Regions from separate parts of the Mus musculus genome. Here regions 1, 3, 4 and 5 are each linked to region 2. A link is a contact called in public Hi-C, HiChIP or PLAC-seq and promoter capture Hi-C data. All regions are on one chromosome and are shown on one strand. The core of a region is the stretch at or near the end of the contact, and the rest is flanking DNA. Distances in the headings are between cores, read along the strand shown. Region 1 holds the start of Nek6 (NIMA (never in mitosis gene a)-related expressed kinase 6). Region 2 holds the start of Pdcl (phosducin-like). Region 3 overlaps Ptgs1 (prostaglandin-endoperoxide synthase 1). Region 4 holds the start of Ptgs1 (prostaglandin-endoperoxide synthase 1). Region 5 has its middle 49 kb from the start of Ptgs1.

Region 1 (2,700 bases), core at 150-2,649, 1.2 Mb after region 2:
CAGTTCAACCACTCACCACCTGGGGGACTTTGCTCACAGGCCTCATTAAAGCCATCTAAGAAATGGGCACATGGGTGGCATGATGCCACCCTCACAATGGCTGAACATCATGAGGCAGGCAGGGGGAGTAATATAGGTTGTGGGCCTGATTACTGTGGACTCAAGTAGACTAGTTAACTGAATACTCAGCAGGTTGCTATCCCGTGCCCAGACATGTACAGCAGATTAATGGACAGATGGCAGGTGCTTGGGCACACAGACAGTCTAGAACACTCAGAAGCAGCAATACCTGTCCCAGCTACGAGCATCCCTTCCTGAGGGGAAGTGGGAGTCACCTTAATTGCTCCCCAGAGAAGCTTGGACATCCTAGTGGGGTTGTTAAGTATGCATAGATGAAGGCAGTTGTTGTTGTTGTTGTTTTGTTTTTTGTTTTTAACATACAACACTTGGTGTGAATTTGGAAGACATGGGGAGGTTAAAGACAATTTGCTGGAGTTCTTTTGTTCCATTGTGTGGGTCTGGAGGATCAAACTCAGGTCATTCCCCCCACCTCCACCCCCACCCCCACCCCCAGGCTCCTGGGTATTTGGCTGGCCCACTTACTCCTAAAAACCTTCTGCACACTGATGCTTGGCTGGCCTGGAGTTCCCAGGAAGGCAGTATCCCCAGGAGATACTGGCACTTTGAGGGCAGGGACTTGGATTTATCCTAGGTGCCTACTTCTGGAACTGTACTGGGCACTATTTGTACACTGTACTATTGTACACACTGATATATATATATATATATATATATATATATATATACATATATACATATATACATATATACATATATATATATATATATATATATATATATATATATATATATATATATATATATATATATATAATATGAATGACAACATCTCATGTAGCCCAGGCTGGCTTGGAATTTGCTATATAGCCAAGAATGAATGAATTTCAGACATTTTTGCCTCAGCCTTCCTAATTCAGAGATTACAGGTGCCCAATTTCCCTAGTGCTGAGATTAGGAAAGCATGCTATCAACTGAACTTCACCTCCTGCTGCACTCTGTGAATGGGTCAATTTCGGTCCTGCGAGGGCTGTGAGAGGAGCAATGTCAGCTGATGAGGAATCCATGGGTGTGGGGAAGGGTCCACGAATTGGTTACCCAGCGAATCTGCATCTTATAAAGTCTAGAGCCCGCGCAGAGGGGTTCAGTGCCCAGGGTTTGGAGTCTGAGGCTCAGTCTTCCAACCTGAGTTGGACGATCAGGCACCCAGGCTGGGAGCGCGCCCCCGGCGCCCCCTAGCCTGCGTGGCGGCCGCGCGCACGGGCGCAGGGGGCGGCGCGGCCCCGCGGCGGGGAGGGGCGGGCGCGCGGGCGCGCGCAGAAGCGGCGGCTGAACCAAGCGGACTAGCTGCGGCCGCAGCGCCGCCAACTCGCGTGTGACCCGCGCTCCGCCCGCCGCCGAGAGAGCCGCCAGCGCCGGTGAGTGGCCTGGGACCAGCGAGGGGCGCGGGCCAGGGCGTGGGACTGTCACCCGAGGCGTTGTGGGCGCGCGCGCGTGCCCGGGGAGTCGGCGGGGACGCCCGCAGGAGGCCGAGGTGTCCGCGGCGGGCTCCATCCGCCCAGCTGCGCGGGAGTGCGTGCGTGTGCACATCAGGGGCCCGGGCTGTGAGTTTGGGGTGGACCAGTGCGGGTGGACGGGCTCGGCTTCGGTTTATCCGTTTATCGAGTGTTTACCGTGGATGCCAAGGAGTACGTGTGCCCACGTGTCTGAACGTTCCCGAGTGAGTGTGTGCACACGTGCACGGGCAAAAGTGTACAAATTCCATACGAGAGTGTGTTTAGGATCCAGACTGTGCACTCCACACTGCAGGCCGGTGTGTGTGTGATGTGCCGGCTGACCCTGTCCAGAGAGGGTGCTGGGCCGGATTCTGTGAGTCCGCAGATCCCCAGGTTCTGACTTTGGTTGGAAGCCTCTTAGCCCGGCCTTGGCAGAACTCTGCATGGCCACGCAGGCTGAGGAGGGGGCTGCGCTGAACTTGAATTGAGGTTTTCTAAATATGTCTTAGTTCCCTGGCTTTGTTCGTGGCTGTCTCTAGCTAGGCCAGATTTGGACTCTGTTCCCCATACCTAGGGGTTAGGCCCTAGGGAGACCCAGGGCCCCAGATACTTGTCCTCTCTGCCTGCTCCTCTAAGTTAATCATATTTCCCTGATTTAACCGAGCCCCAGAGGGCCATAACAAATGGGTGACAGCATGCTTGGGACACATCCTCTAAGGGCTGTCCGTGAAGTTTTGATTGACAGTTTGTGCATGTGTGTTTGAAAGTTTTAACTGCGTTAGAGCAAACTTTAGAAAGTTTATGTACAAAGTTTCACTCCACTTGCAAAATGCAGGGTGACTTTTTGAGGGGAAAATGTCCTCACAGGAGCCTGGTGTGTGTAAAAGGGCATGTTAAAAACCCTATTGCTAATGGGAGAAGAATTTCATTGAATGGGTGCCTGACTCCCAACAGGAGAAACTTAACCAGTGAACTTTGGACATCGTCGTCCAGAAGACAAAACCTGGAAGGAAACAAAAAAAGACCCATGTTCATTTTTTTTTTCCTCTTTGTCCCGAAAACTGGAGAAGAAAAAATATCCCCACCTTCTGGACGTGTTGAAACTGTTCCCCTCCCCCACCGGGGC
Region 2 (2,700 bases), core at 124-2,623:
CCCAGATGTTTTGGGAAAAGGTACAGTTCAGTGCTTTAGAAGTCTGTTTAAGACTCCAGTAGCGCAGGGCAGTGGTGGCCCACGCCTTTAATCCCAGCATTTGGGAAACAGAGGCAGGCAGATTTCTGAGTTCGAGGCCAGCCTGGTCTACAGAGTGAGTTCCAGGACAGCCAGGGATACACAGAGAAACCCTGTCTCAAAAAAAAAAAAAAAAAAAAAAAAAAAAATTAATTAATTAATTAAAATAAATTAAAAAAAGACTCCGGCAGGAATGACTAGTCAAAAACAAAAACAAACAAACAAAAACGTCCTTCCTCTAAGCATACCAAATATCAACACTGCGCTGCCTTCAGAAGAGACTTAACATATGGTATTTACTCTATTACAATTTACCTCTCTCCCACACAGCAGATTCCAGTCAGGACAGAGCACTGTGCACGCTGAACAGCAACCAAGAGGAAAGTGCCAGCACCAGGGGAAGGAAGAAAACTTTTACAATTTCCTTGTCTGGGATGTGCCAGAGGGCCACAACTCGGTCCGATGAGTGAAAAACGGGGCCAGAAGAGGAGGAGTGTACTGAGGAGACTGGGCTGCTGAGAGGTGAGAACACTGGCAGACAGAAGTGGCATGCACCCGCAGTGCAGAAAGTAAACCTCAAGTGGGGATAGTAAACTTGAAGAGGTGGAGGATCATGAAGAGGGTGGAGCTAAGGAGAGGCACAGAAAAGGAGGAGCAGTGATATGGGCAGGGCCAGTGAAAGGCTTCCAAGAGAGGCAGTTAAGAGTGTTAAGAGAAAGTAGGACAGTGAAGAAGACAGGGCTGCACAAGTGGAACACAGAAGGGCGGGGCTAAGCTTCCAGGAAGGCGGAGCTTATGGGACAAAAGGGCAGGGACAGGATGTTAAGTAAAGCAGAGCTGTAAGGACGGAGTGGAGAAGGCGGAGCCATAAGGAAGGTGGGGCTGAGGAGGCGGAGTAGCGAGGAGGACAGGGCAGGGGAGGGCACAGTGAAGAGGGCGGTACTGAGGAGGGACGCTCCGAGTCTCCAAAGGAATTTGAGAAGTACAGAGGAATTGGGATCCAGGAGCCGGGAAGCAAAGTAGTTCGCCCAAGGCGCGTAAACTCCTGCCCCACCCATGTCTAGGCCCGCCGCTTCCTCCTTGCCGACGCCTGCGCAGTTAGTTACCTCGCCTCGCTCAGTCTGCTCCTTCTAGACTAGCAGCTCCTGTCACCAACAAAGGACGCTCGCCTAGAGAAAGAGAAGTGGCCGAAAGCCTTGAGCGACAGAGAAAAAGCTGCCGTGGACTCTGCGGACCAATCACACGGCCTTCCGGCGTCGCGGCGGACGCACGCTACCCAATCACAAGAAGCTTATCTCGGCGTCTGAGGAGGAGCTACGGGTCTTAGCTTAGGACAAAACTCGTAGATGTGTATTTCTAGTTAAATATGAAATTTTTATTAACTTACGTTCCAAGTTTCGAGACAAATTACAAAGGAATATTAAGGCGAAAAATAACTCGAAAACATTAACTTCTTCAAGAATAAGTAACTCAAAGAACAGAAGTTGTATGACAACCTGAATTGGATTGCTGGACTGGAAACGAGCATGGACAACTGAAGAAATTTGAATAACTCTTATCAACTAATGTTAGTCAAATAGTTGACTCTGTAGTTTACAGAGTTTACAACAGTTATGTATAATGATTACCTTTGAAAATTCTAGATTAAAAAAAAAGTCAAGGAAACTACCCTATGTTTGAAAACTTTTGTTAAACCTCAAATGATTTCAAACTGCTTAGTTGGCGTGTCTTGTACACAACTGTGAGATTGCAAATTAAACCGTGTGCTAATTAAAACATATCAAATTTGCTCGATTTGTATAAAATGCAGCGTTTAAGATAGGGCTCTTAATTTGAAAAGGGGGTTTCTTGATTCCTGTTTCTAGGACCACCTAGATGTTACTGCAAATTTGTCTATGTTCACATTTTAGAATTTCATCTTCTTGCCCCAACTGGGTGGTGGGGGTGATGGAGTGGGAGAGCTGGATGAGCCATCAGACCTGACTAAGCTTCCAACGTCCACCCATTTGGCCCAGGATTGGGCTAGTATTTGGGCTAGACTCAGAAATGCAAGGTACCTCCCCATGCCATCCCACCCCCACTGCTACCCCTGCCATGCAAGTTCTGTGCAGGGATAACATACTGTGGCCCCCAGGTTGAAGGGTGCCCAGTGCCCCCAAGTTAACCTGGAGACCTAACCTGAGGGCTAGGCAAGAGCTGGAGTGGAGAAAAACTCAAATGGGACCTGGGGCTTTTCCTGGACCGTCTCTTTGGAAAGATGTCAACTGAAAGGAAATAAAACTGTAATTCATGTAATGTATGTTAAATAGCCCAAAGAGTTGTTTCTGAGCTTTGAAACCTGGGGCTGAGAACATAGCAGAACAGACCAGGACATGCCCGGGCAAGCCCATCGCCTCCCTAGCTCCCACCCCTCTGACCTAAGTTAAATGTTACAGGCTGCTGATGTTTAAATGGACCAATCATGTGAAACCGCGCCAATTCCTCCCCCAGCCCCACTCCTTTTCTATAAAAACCCCTAGCTTCCAAGCCTCGTGGTCGAATCCACTGTCTCCTGTTATGTGAGATACGTTTCGACCCGGAGCTCCGCCATTAAAAACCTCTTGTTGTTACATCAAGGTGTTG
Region 3 (2,700 bases), core at 125-2,624, 1.1 Mb before region 2:
AAGCTGTGGTACCTAGTGGATTTAGATTTCCTCCTGGTAATTTGACTGCAATTAGCATTAGTTTGTTGTCAGGTTTCTGTCCTCTGCTCTCTGTGGCAACATGGGTGTGTTCGAGAAGTGATAGTAGCCTTTGTGTAGGGTTAGGTGACTGTGGAGTGTGTGAAAGGTTGGGTTTTGAAATTGCCAGAAGATAGCAGGTGTTGACTCTCAGGATAGTAAAACGGAGCAGAGATGGACAAAGCAGGGTTTTCTCTAATGTCACTGCGGATGGCTACTGTCTGGGGTGTTGCCATGGGACCACACTGTGATACTGCTTTGTTCCTCATCTCCTTTATTTTACCACAACCATATCAGGTGGATGCTCTCACTTTCCCTATTTTTGCATATGAGGAAACACAAACTTAGACTGTTCTTGTGTTTGTGTACTGGGGTTTTCCGACAAAATGCCTCAGAGCAGGTGGCTGAAGGTAACAGAGACGTACATATTCTCTCATGGTTAGGCGGCAGCAGGGTCATGCTAACACTCCCTGGGGCTCTAATGGGAGATCTGTTCCATGTCTTCCCCACGGTGATCCTACAGTTTCTGGTATTTCTTGGATTGTAGAAGGGTCGCTCAACTGTCTGCCTCCATCACCTTATCACATAGTGTCTTCTCTATGTCTCTAGGATCATTTAAAAGGGACCACTGGGCTGGGCACAGAGACACACTCCTGTAATCCCAGCACTCAGGAGGTGGAAGGAGGAAGATTAGGAATTCAATGTCATTCTAGTTCCATGATGAGTTCCAGGCCAGCCTGAGTTATCTGAGACCCTGTCTCAAAAATCAAACATAAACAAGCAAGGCATCACTTCTTGGATTAGGATCTTTCCTAATGAAGCATGACTTTATTTTGCCTACACCCATGAAGACTATATTGTTCTCTTATCCATAGGGAATACATTCTAAGGCACACCCTCCCCCCCCTGGCACGGATGTTTGAAATGGTAGAGTACTAAACCATATTTATTCCTATACAAACAAACTGCGGTGAAGTTTAACTTATAAATTAGGTTGAATTAACTTGAATCAACTTATAAATTAGTAAGAGACATAGTAATAATTGTAAAACAATTTTCTGTAATAAAGTATGTAATGAGGTCTTTCTCAGTGGTATACATTACTCACCCCTCTTGAGATGATGTGGGTTGACATTGTGTCTACACAAGCACATGGGATGTGATGAATGACATAGGTATAAGATATTTAGTTTATTGCATAAGGGTTACCTGGGTGTAACTCTCAGCTATCAGGACCGTTGACTTGATAACTAACAGATGCTCTGTGATTGACAGCCCAGGGAGCTTATGCAGTGCAGATATCCTGGACAGAGGGATGATTCACATCCTGGGCAGGATTGAGAGAGTCCTCATTAGATTTCATCACACTACTCAGAATAGCATGCAATTTAAAACTTGGGAATTGTTTGTTTCTGGAATTTTCCATTGAATATTATCAGATCGTAATTGCCTGTGGGTGATAGAAAGTGTGCAAAGCTAAGCCACCAATAAGTTGAGACTATTTTCAGCTAAGGTCACGATTGTGGGTGCTGCAGGTCAGACTTTTTAGTGCATCTTTGAGGGGCACAAGTCCAGCCACACAGCTTGGAATGGGTAGAGCTGGGGCTGGACCCACTCTCTGCATGCTGTTCCAAGCTTGCTTTGCTCTGAGCCATATGATTTCAATTCAGTTATGCTTTTCTTTCCTGCTCAATTATACATGATTATTTCAGGAGAAATAGAACTTCCTTAAAACTGATGCTCCTTAGTTTTTATGACTTTTTATGGGCTCCTCTGTGTGTGTGTGTGTGTGTGTGTGTGTGTGTGTGTGTGAGAGAGAGAGAGAGAGAGAGAGGTCAGATGTGTGTGTCACTCTTCTGGAGCTGCTCACCTTGTTTCTTACTTGGCCTGTAGCTTACCTAGTGAGCTAGGTAGGCTGTCCAACAGGCCCCGGGGATCTGGAGTCTTCATTTTCATGGGGACTTTATTTTTCTTTCTTTCAATAAAGATGACACTACCTGTTGGTGTGACTCCAAGGAACTCAAGTTACTGGAAAGTGAAGTGCTGCACACTTCAGTGTTGAGGAAGCAGACACATTGTGGGCCTCTAAGTGAGAACGGCAGGGTAGGGCTAGAGCCAGACTGCAGCATCACGATCACTGGGCTACACCAGATTCTGTCCTGGTTCAGAAAGAACCGGAGCCTTGGAGTTCTTCTCTGAGACCTTCCGCAGGACAGTAAAAGAGTTTGACCTGATTCTGAGACTGACAGCATGCTAATCTCTTACAGATTGGTGGAGGTAGGAACTTTGACTATCATGTTCTGCATGTGGCTGTGGATGTCATCAAGGAGTCCCGAGAGATGCGCCTACAGCCCTTCAATGAATACCGAAAGAGGTTTGGCTTGAAGCCTTACACCTCTTTCCAGGAGCTCACAGGTAGGTTGCTGCATCCTGGGCATAGTCTCTGCCCTTGAGGCATGTCCAGAAAGTACAGATCACAAGCAAAGAGACTGGGATGATGCGGGTGGCCAGCATTGTGGCTGAGCATTGTCAGGGAAGACAGTGAATGTGACAGTGGCCTACTGATTGAGAGACACCACTTTCCAGGTGGGTGTGAGGGATAAATAAAAAATTTCCAGGTATAAAATAGAGGGAGGGGGCACT
Region 4 (2,700 bases), core at 43-2,542, 1.1 Mb before region 2:
TTGCTCAGTTTCCCTAGAGCAGTTGGCTTTTGTCCCTGTAGAGCATGGGAACAGCTCTGGTTTGGAAGCAAAAGGGGCACCCCATCAGGCCCCACCTTTCCTACCTGTTCCTTTCCTGAGCCCAGAGATGCCCGAGAGCCAGCACAAGGATGAATGGGCCCTTCCACCAAGCCATGCCTCTGGGTGCGGGCGTGGGCAGAGGGCGTGCTGGGAAAACTGAGGGAGAGAGCTGGCAAGGAAAAGGACGAGGACACTGTGGCTTTGCTCCTATTCTCTGCTCCTTCTAGGCTCAGTTTCCCCCACTGTACAAAGGAGCCAATGACCCAAAGGCTTAGGTCCTATAAGGCTGGCAAGTGGCCATTCAGCTGGAGGGTGGCATTTGGCTAGCCCTGGAATCTAAGTTAGGGCAACTTTGAAAAAGGTTCTCTGACCACAGAGTAGCCACTGCCACATGGGATCTGTATATTTTTTTCTATGGTGTTTTTTTTAAATGTCTCATTAATTTTATTTTGTGTAAGGATTAAAATATACAAATGTTATAATTTTCTTTTAAAACAACTCCCCTCACCTTTAACTATCAGTAAACAAAATTGCCTTATGCCATACATATTTTTTGATATCTACTTTATATGTATCTTTTAAAAATTTTGTTTTTTAATTTTTTACTTAATTCACTTTACATCCCACTCACTGCCCCCTCCTGGCCACCCCCTCCCACAATCCTTCCCCCACTTCCCCCCTACACTTCTCCTCTGAGTAGGTGGGGGCCCCCTGGGTATCCCTCACTGCCTAGGGTGGTTTTGCATGTCCATTTTATAAATAAATACACCGAGGACCAGCAAGGACTAAAGGTGAGCCAACTGGCAGGCTGTGTATTAGGAATGTAAATTACAGCTCCTCATGTCTGACCTGGCCTCTGCCTGCTCAACGGAGAAGGAAGCTCTTCTGTTGGCGGGCAGGAGTGGCAGTAGCGTGTTTTCCATGCAGGACCTCGTGTGCAGGCTGGACTGGACTGCATGGCTTCTCACCTCCTTGCTCCTCATCCTTCTTCAAGCAAGCTATGGTTCAAACCAGCCTCTTCCACCATTTGTTCTGCCTACAAGCCTTGTCCTCCTTCGTGCCCATCCTCAGAGAGCCTCAGTTTGCTATATCCCAAATGGATGCATTTCTGACACTGTAAAAAGATCTTGCACCTCAAGGATCGTGAGTTACGGTCTGAGCAGTCACCATGCAGTAATTAATAAAACGTCTTGGCTAAGGCTGGAGCAGAGGAAGTTGGCGGTCAGCCTGTCAGAGGTGACAACTGGAGGGAGGAGTGGGGGTGGAGCCGTGAGATGGGTGGGAGGGGACCTGCCAGTGCTGGGGCAGTGCTGGAGTTGCACCCGAGGAGCCAGCCGTTGGCATTGCACATCCATCCACTCCCAGAGTCATGAGTCGTGAGTCCGACCCCAGTGGTGCCCCCACGCGTCCCGGAATTCGGTGGCCTGCAGGCGGAGCCTTGAACGCTAGGCTCAACTCTCTCTTCCTTCTGCAGGAAGGAGTCTCTCGCTCTGGTTTCCCCTGCTGCTGCTCCTGCTGCTGCCGCCGACACCCTCGGTCCTGCTCGCAGATCCTGGGGTGCCCTCACCAGGTAGGTGCCCCCGCCGGATGCCCGTGAAAATTCCAAGTCCTGCGCCGTGGGCTTGGTCCATCTCCCTTCCAGGCGGACTCCCTGATTCCCCTTTCTGCTCGCGGTGCCGGGGAATAGGGTGTTGAGGTTATGGAATGGGGTCCCTGGAGAATGGCTAGGGCCTACCTGGGATCTCTCTGGCACACAGCCCACTGAGATCCCGAGTCGGCAGGGGAAGCAGAGACAGGTTCTTTAACTTCTCACCTGATATGTGGTCCGACTTTCCAAGCAGCCTCTGTACCCCCCCCCCCCCCCCCCCCCAGAACTCGGCGGTTTCCTGTGGGGGCTCCTTGGGGAGGAAGCGGCAGACGCCAAGGGGAAGGCGGGCTGGACACTGAGTTCCTTTTCTTTGGCCTCTAACTTTTGGGGAGTCTATCTTAACGCTCAACCTATCTCCCCAACGGTAGATACAGGGATGGGGGTGGGGGACACCAGCTATCCTGGGAATGGGGAAGTGGGCACATAGTGACCAGGAAATTGAGGTTCAGTAGGTGCGATAACAGCCCCAAGTCACATAATGCATAGTGGGCTCAGGGTTTGAATTCAGGATCAGCCTAATCCAGTCACTCTCAATACCTGCAGTGGTTCAAAGAAGCCAGTTCTGCAATTCTGTCCCGCTTCTCTCCCTCAGGGCAGAACCAGGTTCTAGGAAAGAAAAATAATTTACTCCCCGCCCCCCCCATACTTCCCCTGCCCTCCACCTTTCCTTCCTCTCTTTACAATTTGGATGCCCATCTGTAAAATGGGGCCAAGAAAGGTTGGCAGTGGGGGAAAGGGATACTACAGGACCTTGGAACTCAGAGGACAGAGTGGCCTGAGAATCACAGCAGGCTTCCTGGAGGATGGGGTTTGAGTGAGAAAAAGAGCTGGGGACACCTGTGCTAGAAAGGTGACAGTCTGGGTTTTTGGAAAGGAAGCCATTTGTGATCCAGCACTGCAGTTTACCAAGATTAGCTGTGCGTGCCTTTTCTTTGGTGCTCACAGCAGCCTTGTGGGAGGCAGATGCGTTAAGTCCATTTTGTAGATCAGAA
Region 5 (2,700 bases), core at 160-2,659, 1.1 Mb before region 2:
GATTCTGCGTGTGATTCTCTATCCCTAAGAGATGGAATGTGTTGCATAAAGTGGATATTTAAGAAGATTTTCTTGCTCGGTGACAGTATTAATTAATGCAGTGAAAGAAGTTGAGGTTGGATGAGAAAAGTAATTAGTACTCACCACAGAAATATGATTCAGTCTCTAATGAATGAGTGGCTTCATTATTCTTCTTAGTTCATATAGGAAGTAGATCCAGGCAGTCCATTTTTTTTTTTTTTACTTAGATAGAATCTAGAAACATTAATCAGTCTTCTATTGTTGATTTGGCACTTGAATCAGAAATTATTTTACATTAAATGGATAACCAAAGTGATATCCCCTTTACTATTTAAAAAGCGAATATACTTTATAGTTCAGGTAATAGAAAGGTTCTATTTTGTGCACTCTTGTTATCATATTTCATTGGGCATTTTTCTCTTCTTGTAACTTTGCATGTCACAGTAACACTCAAAAACATCAAAATATAAATATTTTGATTAAAAAAATCAAATTCCCAACCTCCCAAGTTCCATTTAGCACAACAGACTACCAGCATGGTATATGCTGTCATGAGTGTTGCTGCCAAGAACACTTATAGTGCCAGTCTAATTCGAGTGTACTTCATGATCCAAAACTGAACTATGCTCCCAAGATATTGCTACTCAATTACCAATGCAATCCAGTCCAAGTATCCCAACTGTTTTGGAAGTTTCAGGGGAAAAATAATTATTGGTATGTGACAATAATGTCTTGCCAATATTTCCTTCTTGGGCATCAGACATTGCATGAATATTGATTTGTGTTGTTCCCCATTTGTCTCAGTTGAAGGAGCAAACCCCAGTGAACCTAGTTATCCCTGTGCCTTATACCTTGGTACCCAGTTGTATCTCAAACCTTGGCTTATAGCATTAATCTTAAGTAGTCTCCACTCTTATCCGTATGAACTACATTCTGAGATCCCTAGTGGATGACTGAAACTGAATCAAATGCTACTTAAACAAGTTTGGGGATTTAGCTCAGTGATTGAGGGCTTATGGCACAAACCCAAGGTCAATGAACAAAACAAAATAAAATAAAATAAGAAAACCACTGGGACTCAAACTAAAATGCTATCTATCTATCTATCTATCTATCTATCTATCTATCTATCTATCTATCTATCTATCATCTCTATCTATCTATTCATTCTATGTTTTTCCCCCCACATAATATCTGTACCAAAGTTCAGAACCCCAAAGTTAAGAACACTTTACAACTTCTCTTTGACATATCACAAAAATGACTCATGCATGTTGGGGCCATTGTTACGAAAGACAAGGGTTATCTGAGTACAAGCACTGTGATATCACGACAGTATGTCTGTATCTGATAACCAAGGGCATTACTGAGTGACTAGTGGGTGGGAAATGTATACAAGCGTGGCTCTGCTGGACAGAGTGATGAGTCATGCTTTGGACAGGATGGAGTAGGACAGCAGATCTCATCACATTACTTATCATGTTACATCATCTCAAGTGTATGAACTGTTTTTTTATCTAAAACAGTCTCTGTACCAAAACCACAGACAGTGAAAACTTAGATGAATGAGGACTCCTCAGTTGTGGTGATTTGTGGCCCAACATTGGTTATTGTGTTTCACTATAATCAAAGACTTCCTTTGGGTCTTTCTTTTTAGTCAACTTCTTCAGTTCTGCTGGAGATGTGGCATGAATGTCTTCACTAGCAAGGGCAGTGCCTAGGAATGTTTACACTGTCCAGTACAAACCCGTTTGTAAAGTTGTGTAATTGTTCCTCACTAGCAGCTTAACAGCACACCTGAAAGCTCCAGAACAAACAGAACAAAGACACCCATCTTAGCTAGGGAGAGACACCATGACCATGGCAACTTGGAAATATAAAAGAAATATAAAGGAAAACGTTTCATTGGAGCTTGCTTACAGTTTCAGATGTTCAGTCAGTTATCACCATGTTGAGAAGCATGGTAGCATGCAGACAGACATGGTGCTTGAGAAGGAGCTGAGAGTTCTGTATCTTGCTCTGAAGGCAGCAGATGGAGATGGTGTACAGAAGGAGACAGTATAGTTTGAGAATAGGAGACCTTAAAGCCCTCCCCCACAGGGGTACACTTCCTCTAAAAAGGCTATGCCTTTTAATAGTGCCACTCCTTATGGGCCAAACATTCAAACACATGAGTCTTTGGGGGGGGGGAGGCATTCCTATTCAAATCATCACAATACCCAAAGAAGAGTAGATGGCAGGAAATAATCAAATTAAGGGCTGAAATCAATATAATAGAAACAAAGAGAAAAAGACAAAAAAATCAAGGAAGCAAAGAGTTGGTTCTTTGAGAAAACCAATAAATTGGTAAACCCTTATTAAAACTATGTAAAAGATACTGAAAGAATATCCAAATTAATAAAATCATAAATGGAAAGGGAGACACTAAAGCAATCCAAAGAATCATTAGGTCATACTTCAAAAAGCCATACCACACAAAATTGGGAAATCAAGATCAGATAAATAATTCCAATAAACCCATATACCCTAAGGAAAAAAGTCTTCCAACCCAAAAAAAAAAAAAAAAAAAAAAAAAGCACAGGGCCAGATGGTTTTAATGTAGAATTCTACCAGACTTTCAAAGAATACTTAATACCAACACTCTTCAAACTATTCTACAAAATAGAAGCAGAAGAAACT

Evidence for each region. Promoter capture Hi-C pulls out the DNA fragments that hold promoters and counts their contacts. Hi-C and Micro-C count contacts between places; a contact is called where the count stands out from the background. HiChIP or PLAC-seq counts read pairs in DNA pulled down with a chosen protein or histone mark.
Region 1: a contact with region 2 is called in a promoter capture Hi-C map of pre-B cells, with 6 times the contacts expected there. The contact joins the promoter of Nek6 here to the promoter of Pdcl in region 2. A contact is called at or near these places in 3 of 39 promoter capture datasets (cranial neural crest, pre-B cells and second pharyngeal arch cranial neural crest) and 1 of 484 Hi-C or Micro-C datasets (B cells).
Region 3: an H3K27ac HiChIP or PLAC-seq map of the NIH/3T3 cell line shows a contact between it and region 2, with 12 times the contacts expected there. The contact joins the enhancer-like site here to the promoter of Pdcl in region 2. A contact is called at or near these places in 7 of 39 promoter capture datasets (the 3T3-L1 cell line, the C10 cell line, the HPC-7 cell line and 4 more), 3 of 484 Hi-C or Micro-C datasets (the Ba/F3 cell line, adipose-derived mesenchymal stem cells and embryonic fibroblasts), 13 of 115 datasets of contacts at active chromatin or transcription factors (the NIH/3T3 cell line, acute myeloid leukemia, bone marrow-derived macrophages and 7 more) and 2 of 9 other capture datasets (embryonic stem cells and macrophages).
Region 4: a contact with region 2 is called in a promoter capture Hi-C map of 3T3-L1-derived adipocytes, with 23 times the contacts expected there. The contact joins the promoter of Ptgs1 here to the promoter of Pdcl in region 2. A contact is called at or near these places in 17 of 39 promoter capture datasets (the 3T3-L1 cell line, 3T3-L1-derived adipocytes, the C10 cell line and 11 more), 2 of 15 datasets of contacts at CTCF or cohesin (large pre-B cells and pro-B cells), 7 of 484 Hi-C or Micro-C datasets (B cells, the Ba/F3 cell line, adipose-derived mesenchymal stem cells and 3 more), 22 of 115 datasets of contacts at active chromatin or transcription factors (the NIH/3T3 cell line, acute myeloid leukemia, astrocytes and 12 more) and 3 of 9 other capture datasets (embryonic stem cells, macrophages and pancreatic islet).
Region 5: a contact with region 2 is called in a Hi-C map of bone marrow-derived macrophages, with 13 read pairs. The contact joins the enhancer-like site here to the promoter of Pdcl in region 2. A contact is called at or near these places in 9 of 39 promoter capture datasets (3T3-L1-derived adipocytes, the C10 cell line, HPC-7-derived erythroid cells and 5 more), 2 of 484 Hi-C or Micro-C datasets (adipose-derived mesenchymal stem cells and bone marrow-derived macrophages), 8 of 115 datasets of contacts at active chromatin or transcription factors (the NIH/3T3 cell line, astrocytes, cardiomyocytes and 5 more) and 2 of 9 other capture datasets (embryonic stem cells and macrophages).

Annotation. Positions count from the first base shown.
Region 1 is chr2:38,510,298-38,512,997 of GRCm38.p6, forward strand. Nek6 (NIMA (never in mitosis gene a)-related expressed kinase 6) reads left to right here and starts at 1,400. Exons shown (of 10, transcript NM_021606.3): 1 at 1,400-1,496.
Region 2 is chr2:37,357,959-37,360,658 of GRCm38.p6, forward strand. Pdcl (phosducin-like) reads right to left here and starts at 1,374. Exons shown (of 4, transcript NM_026176.3): 1 at 1,185-1,374.
Region 3 is chr2:36,246,772-36,249,471 of GRCm38.p6, forward strand. It overlaps Ptgs1 (prostaglandin-endoperoxide synthase 1), which reads left to right. Exons shown (of 11, transcript NM_008969.4): 10 at 2,325-2,472. Among named protein-coding and RNA genes, the nearest start is that of Ptgs1, 18 kb to the left of the region's middle. Within about 2 kb of position 1,375, at least 32 of the 459 cell types and tissues checked have an H3K27ac peak or open chromatin away from gene starts, as enhancers often do. A contact at or near this core is called in the NIH/3T3 cell line, adipose-derived mesenchymal stem cells and pancreatic cancer cells, where this site is marked.
Region 4 is chr2:36,229,134-36,231,833 of GRCm38.p6, forward strand. It overlaps Ptgs1 (prostaglandin-endoperoxide synthase 1), which reads left to right and starts at 1,293. Exons shown (of 11, transcript NM_008969.4): 1 at 1,293-1,436; 2 at 1,535-1,630. The coding sequence starts at 1,430.
Region 5 is chr2:36,277,577-36,280,276 of GRCm38.p6, forward strand. No RefSeq gene overlaps it. Among named protein-coding and RNA genes, the nearest start is that of Ptgs1, 49 kb to the left of the region's middle. Within about 2 kb of position 1,410, at least 20 of the 459 cell types and tissues checked have an H3K27ac peak or open chromatin away from gene starts, as enhancers often do. A contact at or near this core is called in adipose-derived mesenchymal stem cells, bone marrow-derived macrophages and pancreatic cancer cells, where this site is marked.